Regions from separate parts of the Mus musculus genome. Here region 1 is linked to region 2. Evidence: chromatin contacts called from public HiChIP or PLAC-seq data. All regions are on one chromosome and are shown on one strand. Each heading gives the region's core, a stretch centred on a gene start, on an enhancer-like site or on the middle of the called end of the contact. The rest is flanking DNA. Distances are from core to core; before and after follow the strand shown.

Region 1 (4,048 bases), core at 783-3,282, 990 kb after region 2:
CTGTCTGTCTGATTATTATCTTCCCTCAACCCCCCAGTGAAAGACCTTCCCCAGTCTTCCAATCCCTCACTCAATGGTATCTATGTCCTACTATTTACTTCCCTAAAGCTCCCACAAATAGCTCTTGTTACTTTCCTAGTTTCTACAGCTACTAGAATTATATACTCTCATCAGAAATTTGTGACCTAGGAATTACAAATAATAGAGAACATTTGTCTTTCTGGGGCTGAATTATTACACTCGGTATATAGGTCTATCAATTTCATGATTTCATATTTCTTTGAAGTAGAATAATATTACATTGTGTGTATGTGCCATATTTTTGTTAGCCATTCATCGCTGAAGGACATATAGGTTGTTTCCATTTCCTAGCTATTGTGGACAGAGCAGCATGAACATAGCTGAGCGAGCATCTCTGGAATAAGATGTTAAGTCCTTTGGGAATATGCTAAGCAGTGATATAGCTGGATCACAAGTAATAATCTTTTTAGCACTTTGTATTTTTCTGTTTCTTTGTGTTTTGTTGATGTTGCTGTTGTTGTTTTATTTTGTTTGTTCAGGTTTTCTCTGGCTGCCCAGGGACTTTTGTACTTCCATGTGAATTTTAGGATGATTTGTCTGTCTCCGTGAAATATTTGTGTTTTACTTGGTTGTAACATTAGAGTAATATTGGATTGTAAAAGAAGCATGAATTATCCCTTTCACTTCTATTTGTTTGAATGATTTAAGAAGTATTGGCTGGAGATTTAGGAAAGTCTGATAGAATTCTGCTATGAATTTGTTTAGACTTGGGCTTTTTTCTTTAAGTTGGAACTCTATCACTATTTCTGTTAAAGTAACTTCTTTGCCTTATGTAATTGTTATCTCAGAGGCTTACTGCTGAATAAGTTTGCCCTCTCTAGCTCTTTCTGAAATCTGGCTGGCTTGTTCAGCTCAGCTGTTCTGGCACAAACGCCTCTCCAAGCTAACTGATTCAATCTGGCTTCTCTCAGCTTCTCACTGAGCTGCTCTTCTTGGTCTCAGAGTAACTCTGGCAATCTGTTCTAATCTGGCTCCTTCTCATTCTCTGGTTCATTCTGTCTTCACCTGTGTCTCGGCTGTTCCCTCTGCAACCTGTCTCTGTAAAATATCCCTGAAAAACTACCTCTGGACTTCACAAACTTAACTGCCGAAACCTCCACTCTACTGCACTTTCTATCCAATAACTCAATCCTATAAAAGAAACCGCTCCTGGAGAAAAAAAACTGACCACAGTCAAATCAGCAGGAAGGCACTATACTTACATATAGTATGTGGGATAGAGTCCTTCAAAATACCAGCAATGTTTTTTGGCCTCAGTGCACTAGAAATAAAAGCAAAAACAAAACAAAAAAAACTTTGTCAGTGGTTTGTACACTACTGAAAAGGTCTCAGGAAGTTAACAAAGAAAGAGCAGCAATGGAGGAAATCACAAACGGCTAGCAGAGAAGCAGGCAGTGAGTGAGTAACGAGAAATCCCATCTCCTCCCTTTCTCATAGATGCTTCATTTCTTCAAAACCTTTTTAAAAAGAGGGAAACAGAAGCAGCTATTTTCCTATGCCTCTAATTATTATTCACAAATATTTCCTTAAAAGGGTAAACAAAAGACAATCCTTGGGCAGGGGTGGGGGGAGTTGCTAAGAATCAAATATGGGGCCCTGTGTATACTAGGCAAGTGGTCTAACCACTCAGCTACACTCAATCTCCATTTAAAATTGTATGACACTTCAAAATAGTAAATAATGAATAATTCAAAGCACTGGGAGCTCTATTTCCCCAATACTTTTCGTTTTGACAGGCATCTCCCACATACTGTCACATTTCTAGATCTCTATGTTTTGCAATATCATGAAAGTCACACTCAAACTATTCACTCCAAAGTAGTGGACCCTGTCTGTCGGACAGTGCAAGTGAGGTTTCCTCAGCAGCGCATAAGAGCTCCAGATCGAGTGTTCTCTTAGATGTAAGAAAGGAGAGGACTGCCACCATTGTCTGCCGAAGTTCCTCTTCTTAACCAACTCCACCCCCTTGGGGCTAGGCCACCAAGTAGCACTGACACAGGGTTCCCTGAGTTCTTCCCTGTTGCTGTCCTCAGCAATTTCTCTCAGGTCATCTGCATCCCTTTGTGACTCCCCAGCAACCTTACAGGGACACCACATTTGGCTGGAACCCAGGTAGGCTGCCTTCCTCCATCTCCAGGGTACCTTTCCAGGGTACACATAATCTGATCACTCCTGCACCCCTCAGCACATCCCTCCTGCCAGGTAGGCTGCCCATGCCTTCTTCCACCTCCCCACCTCCATTAGGGGTACACCTAACCTGATCACTTCTGCAAACCTCTTGCCTATCTCCATTTCTTTGAGACTCACCACCAACTGTGGCCAGACCCAGGATGCCTTCAGTTCTCCCTCTGATGCCCTCCACAGAGCAAGATCCTGCGTTCTACTCAAGAAATCTTCATAGTCAGCACCCTTTCTCCTGTCTTTAAGAGAGTGCTAAATCATTATTTGTCAGTATTGTATGACTTGCTAATTGCATTTTTTTCTTTAAGACTGTGAAGGATTCTAAGTATCATGCTCTTTTGCTTTATATTAAAAGATACTGTGGGATAATCACAGCCAACCACTGGATTGAGCCAGGGGACCCCAATGGAAGAGCTAGGGGAAGGACTGAAGGAGATGAAGGGGATTGCAAGTCCATAGGAAGAACAATATCAACTAACTGGGTCACCCAGAGTTCCAGGGACTAAACCACTAACCAAAGAGTATACATGGAGGGATCCACGGAGGGATACATATGAAGCAGAGGATAGTCTTATCTGGCATCAATGGGAGGGGAGGCCCTTGGTCCTGTGGAGGCTTGATGCCCCAGTGCAGGGGAATGCTAGAGGGGTGAGGTGGGAGTGGGTGAGTGGGTGGAGGAGCACCATCATAGAGGCAAAGAGGAGGGAGGATGGGATGGGTGTTTGTGGGGATGAAACTGGGAAGGAGGATATCATTTGTAATATAAACCAATAAAATAATTAATAAAAAATAAGTAAAAAATACTGATTACAAGAAGCTTTATTCTCTGTTAAAAATCCTGAAGAAGTGCTGATGAAAAAGAGAGTGCCCTTAAAACCAAGACTTCATAGTAATAGTCACTTAGGGACTTGATGGAAGCTATATTCCATCCCTAATTGTACTGTGGAGACCTTGATGACTTCTAACAAGCAATATTCCTAAAGTCAGCCACTCTCTTAAAGACTTTGGGAAGATGCATACCGTAAGACACAAGTTAGTACTAACTACATATCCCTCTGGGGGAAAAAAATCTGTGAGCACCTATAGTGTTATGGATACAGTTTCTCTGCCTGGTTTTAACTAAAGAGATGCAAAGCAACAGATGTTGTAAAGGTACTAAACTCAATTACATAAACATCCTTATCTCCTGCAGATAAAATTATTCCATAACCAAAATTAAAAGTCAAACAATAGTAAGGATCTACATAATGTGGAAATTAAATATCATTGAACAGCTGAAAGGTTGGCAGAAGAAAAAATACAAGGAAACGAGCAACTTCTACAATGGCAGGTTCATATAAAACCTAGGGAAGGAAGGGTTCCAGATCTGGAAATGAGAGCAAACACCGTCCTCTTGCAGACTACAAATAGTTGTTGGAAGAAGGGAGAAGAGTTACAAACCAAAAGGTTTCCTTTTCTGGCCCCAAAATGGCCACTGCCAGGAATAACCAAAGAATGGTGTCCGGATGAGAAGTAACCCCACATGTCCCTTATAGCCAGTCATTACCAGGGGTCGGCAGAAGCACTGAAGAAATCCAGGAAAACAAAAGATTATAGTCTTGCAATGCTGATTACTATAGTTTGGGGAAGGTATCAACATAAAGGAAATGTTCAAAACAACTTGGCCATAATTAACAATAATAAAGAGCTTATATAATTCCTTAAGAAAATATAAGCTTTTTAATTAGAAAGATAGAAAAGGAAGCCCTGATATCCCCTGACGAGAAGAATATAAAGGAGAAGACAA
Region 2 (4,708 bases), core at 1,115-3,614:
GTAATAAAAGTAGGGGGCTTGCTTAGCATCCCCAGTGCTACAAAAATAAGTAAACCACAGAGGTAAAGTTCTTGGAAGCCCCTGCTTGCAATGAAAGGCACAAGTCACTACTGTCATTTATATGAGTGGCGTAAATAAAGATGGTCCCAGTACATTGTTTCCAATCTCCCATGACAATCTCTCCTTCCCATAAAATGATCTAAGAACTCAAATCCTGCCAAAGCATCAAGAATACCCTTCATACACCTAAGTGCTTGAACCAGCCTGCCAATCAACGCTCCAAGTTACATAAGTATCTGTTTTATTCAAACTCTGCAATACAGGGCAAGACCTATGTATAACAAGACACATTTCAGGACAGCAAAACCCACCATTTTCTCAGCCCCAACTGTCTTAGGAATGCTGCAGGGAAGGGGTGGGTGGGTGGTTGTCAACTATTTTCTAAATAGCATGCAAATCTATGGAAAACCAGGTATCTTTTGGCTTTCAAGACTGCAGTCAATAGGGCACGGCATGCTAGTAGTAGTTTGCAAACCCCAGGCTGAAGCAGGACTTTAAGGCAAGCCTGCGTTACACTATTAACACAGTCTACCTCAAGAGACAAATCAGGTTTCTAGGAACTTAAACATCTAAATCACTCAAGGCATAGAAACTTAAGAAATGCTAACTATTTCTGCTATCTAATAAAGAAAACTCTACTGTGGCCTCACTAATAACTACTACGACTCCTATTATTTCTGTCACCTCCTTACAGTATTTGTAAAGTTAGCATATTTTACAGCACTGTACTTATGGAAATAAAATAGAGAATAATTACAGTACTTATCTGAAGAGAGGAAATAAGTGTGGAAACACACGGATTACATACAAAGAATGCTCAACGGAAAAGCCGTAGTTGCCAAGAATTATATACCCTCTCTTAAGATTTCTGGCCCTGATCTAAAGGAACCTAGAAAAGCGTTAAACCAACAAAAGAGCAAAGCAGAAAGGCATAACCTTATCAGACAGACGAAACGAACAGCAACGTTTCACATCACAGAGGCTGGGAAAAACAACTGACTTGGCTTTTCAAATGGATCTTAGATTACAAATAAAAGCTTCATCCACAGTCTGACTAGACGAAGTCATTCTCACCTGCAAAAGATCTGGTCTATATTACTCAAATCTGGGGAAGAATTCACAACTCCAAAGAAATGAAGAAACTAAAATAAACTGTATTAACTCACAGGAAGAAAATATAATTTCAGTCAGAGCACACCGCTGATAGGGCCGTTCCTCAGTGTCTGCTCAGTGAGCCAGACTTACAGATTCATGTATAAACAACACGTGACCAGCACTGTCTTTTTTTTCCCCCCTCGTTTTCACAAAGCTGATATAGCTGTTCACAAAGCAAAGTCTTTCAAGTTTACTATCTTAATTCCTTGCTTAACTTAAAGAGAGGCCACCAAAGAAATTCTAGAGATCTACAGCCCGGAGAATACGCATCCCTTTTCCTTTAGGTAGCTATAAAAAAAAGGAATCTTAAGAGCTACTAGGCCAGGCGCTTGGCGGGGCGGGAAGTGGGGGAGAGCACACGACAGCAGCGCCCAGTCGGCCGACTTAGCGTCCAGTTCCAACCCATGATTTCCGTCTAAAGCAAACAGGTTTCAAAGTGCAGCTTCCCCTTCCCACAGCAGAGCACAAGCAGGCCGAGGACAACAGGACCCCGGCTAACCTGGCTAACTCTTGGTTACTGCCGATGTGCCAAGAAAAAGAATTATAATAATACTTTTTTTTTTTTTAAAAAAAAAAAAAAAAGGGCAAGGACGCGGTCGCCCTTCTCCGGCGGCCGCGACACGAGCCGGGCAAAACAGCTCTCCCTCAGAAAGGACGCCGCCCCGAGCCCCGCAGCTCGCGCAAGGCCGCGCCGGAAACACCGCGCGCTCGGCGGAAGCGCCCCAGTTTGAAAGCCGCCGCCGCCGCCCCGGGCCACAAAGGCCGCCCGCCAGCCTCGCGCCCGGCCGGGCTCACCTCGTCCCCGGTCGCCCAGCTCACCGCGCCGCTCCGCCGGGCTGCACTCACGCGGCCGCACGCACGGCGGGGGCGTGGCGCTGCGGGGATCCGGGCCGCTCGCTTCCGCCCCCGCTTCCGCTTCCTCGCGCCTCCTGGGCTGGGCCGTCACGGCCTGCCGCCCGCGCCAGTGCCCGCGCCCGCTCCAGCAGCGGCTCTGCGGGCTCCCGGGTGCCCGCGGCTGGACCCCGCCTTCATCTGGCTCACCGCGCCCTTTTCCTCTGCCCCACCGGAAAGCCAAAACAATCGGAGCCGCGCAGGCGCGGGAAGGAAACGGAAAGCAGGAAGGGCGGAGGCGGCGCGAGGTGACGCTGGCGTCTGGGTCCGGGCTTCCCGGGCTGCTAAGGCGCGTGCGCGTAGCAGAGCGGGGTCGCGCCGGCCACCCATCCTCAGGGATGGCCTAGAAAAATCAGTTCCCAAAGTTCTATTCAGCGGCACTTGGACTTCTGTGCAGCCGCAGTTGTTCGTGTTTGAGGTGTCCACCCGAGATACAGACATTTGCAGGCTGGGCCAGAGTGGGGGCCAGCACTGCACCCCGGGAAGCTGAAGTTAGGGGAGGAGGACATTGGACCGTTTGCTATATGGGCTGCTTTCCTTAGTTCCAGCCTCCATCGCTTTCAGAAGTTCCGCTTGCTAAGGCCTTGGAAGTATTGGCACCATCGAGATAACCCGCAGTTTGGAAGCGAATGGGTGCAGAGGACGGTCTCCACAAATGATGCCTCCAGCCAGTTTTTACTGCAATGCAGCAGACACCCTCCATGCCCCAGATTTCAAAGCAAAGCCTTGAAGTAGCAAGTGCCTGTGGTCTGCGAGACTTGTTGGCAAGCAAAAATGTTATAGATTTGCCTAAAGATACATGTAACGAAAACGAAACAAAAAACGTTCAGAATTGCCTACTTCCTAACTTCAACTGTTAGAACAAGTCCAGTTTTGAAAATAAGAATGGCCACATATAAAGCATTAGGCAAAGAGACAGACACCTCTAATCCCAGATGGCAGGAGGCTAGAGAAAGGATATCAGGAATTCCCGGCTGTCCTTCGCTAAATAGTGAGTTCAAATTTTAACAGGAGCACATGAACGACACCAGACTATTTAAAAGTGCTGGTTTGGTAGAGGGGGTTAACAGGCCCTCAGAATGCATTACAGAGCATTACAATGCAATGCATCTATCTTGCTTCCCTGTAAGGATACAAAGAAAATCTTGTCTGCTCTCAAATACAATGTATCTATCCACTCCATTTTGCTGTCTTGTAATAATACAAAGAAAATATAGTTAACCGTGCTGGTATACAATGTATCTATCCACTCTAATTTTGCTTCCCTGAAATAATACAAAGAAAATCTAGTTGACCGACGTCGTTGTGAACACCTAGCACATAGCACAAGGAACTTCTTTGTAGTTAATGGGACTGCTCTTCATCTTGACTGCGTGAATATGGAATTCCTAGGTCACGACCCAATAACGATAAAGTTTACAAAGTTTAATCTGGGCATAGTGGCATAGGCCTGTAATCTCAGTATGCCAGAGTTAGGTAGGCAGATTTCTATAAATTCAAGGACAGCCTGGTCTAAATAGCAAGTTACTTGTTATAAGCCAGCCAGTAAGTGAGTCCCTGCCAAAAAAAAAAAAAAAAAAACCAAAACAAAAGAAAAAAAAAGAAAAAAGAAAGTAGCGTTTATATAAAAGATGATGTAGTCCAAATAAGGTTTTTAGTCTATTTAATTGCTTTTGCTAATACCAGCTTCATAGTTTTGATAATATACTATAGTTATCTAAGATGGGAAGTCACTAGAGGGGTTTTCAAAGAACATTCTACTTTTGTTACTTTTTATGCTATGTGTGTGTGTGTGTGTGTGTGTGTGTGTGTGTGTGTGTGTGAGTATGTGTGTGTGCGTGTATGTGAGTGTGTGTGTCTATGTGATTCTTGAGAGGTCAGTGTTCATGCCACCACACTTGTGTGGCAGTCAGAGGACCACTTTGCAGATTTCCTTCCACCCTTGTGTGGCTTCCAGAGATGGCACTCAAGGTTGCCAGGCTTGGAGAGCAGGCTTCTTTGCCTGCTGAGCCATCATGGGCTCATATTTTTTATACTTTTTATGAATCTGTAATAAAAAAAATCTCCAAAATGTGGGGCTAGAGACATGATTCTAAAGTTAAGACCACTAAATTCCAGAGGACCTGGGTTCAATTCACAGCATCCACATTGTTGGGGGCCACAAAAGTCCTTATATTTCAAATAAGCACCAGGGAAACCAGGAATGTTAAACATACAGGGTATTTCCACAATGGAGGAAGTAAAATACTTGCATCCTATCCAAAAACCTGAGAGTGGGTGTTGTTAACATGTGGTAACCTTTTGCTCTCTGTAGAGGTAGAATTCACCTAAATCCCTCAGAATAATTATTCCAGACTCTTCACCCCTAAACCTTTTATCTTTAGCTCCTAATTAATAGACCCATCATTAGGGGAGGTAGCCTGTTGACCTCTATTCTATCTTGATCTGAGATGACACCAGGATTGTATTATACCAAAAAAACTTCTCTCCCAAATTATACTGTATTTAAATATTCTTCACGTGGTACACAGATATGCATGCAAGCAAAACATCTATGCCACAGACCGGGCTCAGTGGGCCCTCCTTAATCCGTGCAAATCAG

The links. HiChIP or PLAC-seq counts read pairs in DNA pulled down with a chosen protein or histone mark.
Region 1: an H3K4me3 HiChIP or PLAC-seq map of bone marrow-derived macrophages shows a contact between it and region 2, with 5 times the contacts expected there. The contact joins the enhancer-like site here to the promoter of Kbtbd2 in region 2. A contact is called at or near these places in 1 of 39 promoter capture datasets (cranial neural crest) and 6 of 115 datasets of contacts at active chromatin or transcription factors (bone marrow-derived macrophages, embryonic forebrain, embryonic stem cells and 2 more).

The regions. Positions count from the first base shown.
Region 1 is chr6:57,788,694-57,792,741 of GRCm38.p6, forward strand. It overlaps Vopp1 (vesicular, overexpressed in cancer, prosurvival protein 1), which reads right to left. Exons shown (of 5, transcript NM_146168.1): 2 at 1,284-1,342. Among named protein-coding and RNA genes, the nearest start is that of Vopp1, 34 kb to the right of the region's middle. Within about 2 kb of position 2,033, at least 8 of the 459 cell types and tissues checked have an H3K27ac peak or open chromatin away from gene starts, as enhancers often do. A contact at or near this core is called in bone marrow-derived macrophages, where this site is marked.
Region 2 is chr6:56,795,449-56,800,156 of GRCm38.p6, forward strand. It overlaps Kbtbd2 (kelch repeat and BTB (POZ) domain containing 2), which reads right to left and starts at 2,365. Exons shown (of 4, transcript NM_001362210.1): 1 at 2,011-2,365. It overlaps Gm10209 (oleosin-B6), which reads left to right. Exons shown (of 2, transcript XM_030255710.1): 2 at 1,799-2,978. The coding sequence ends at 2,596.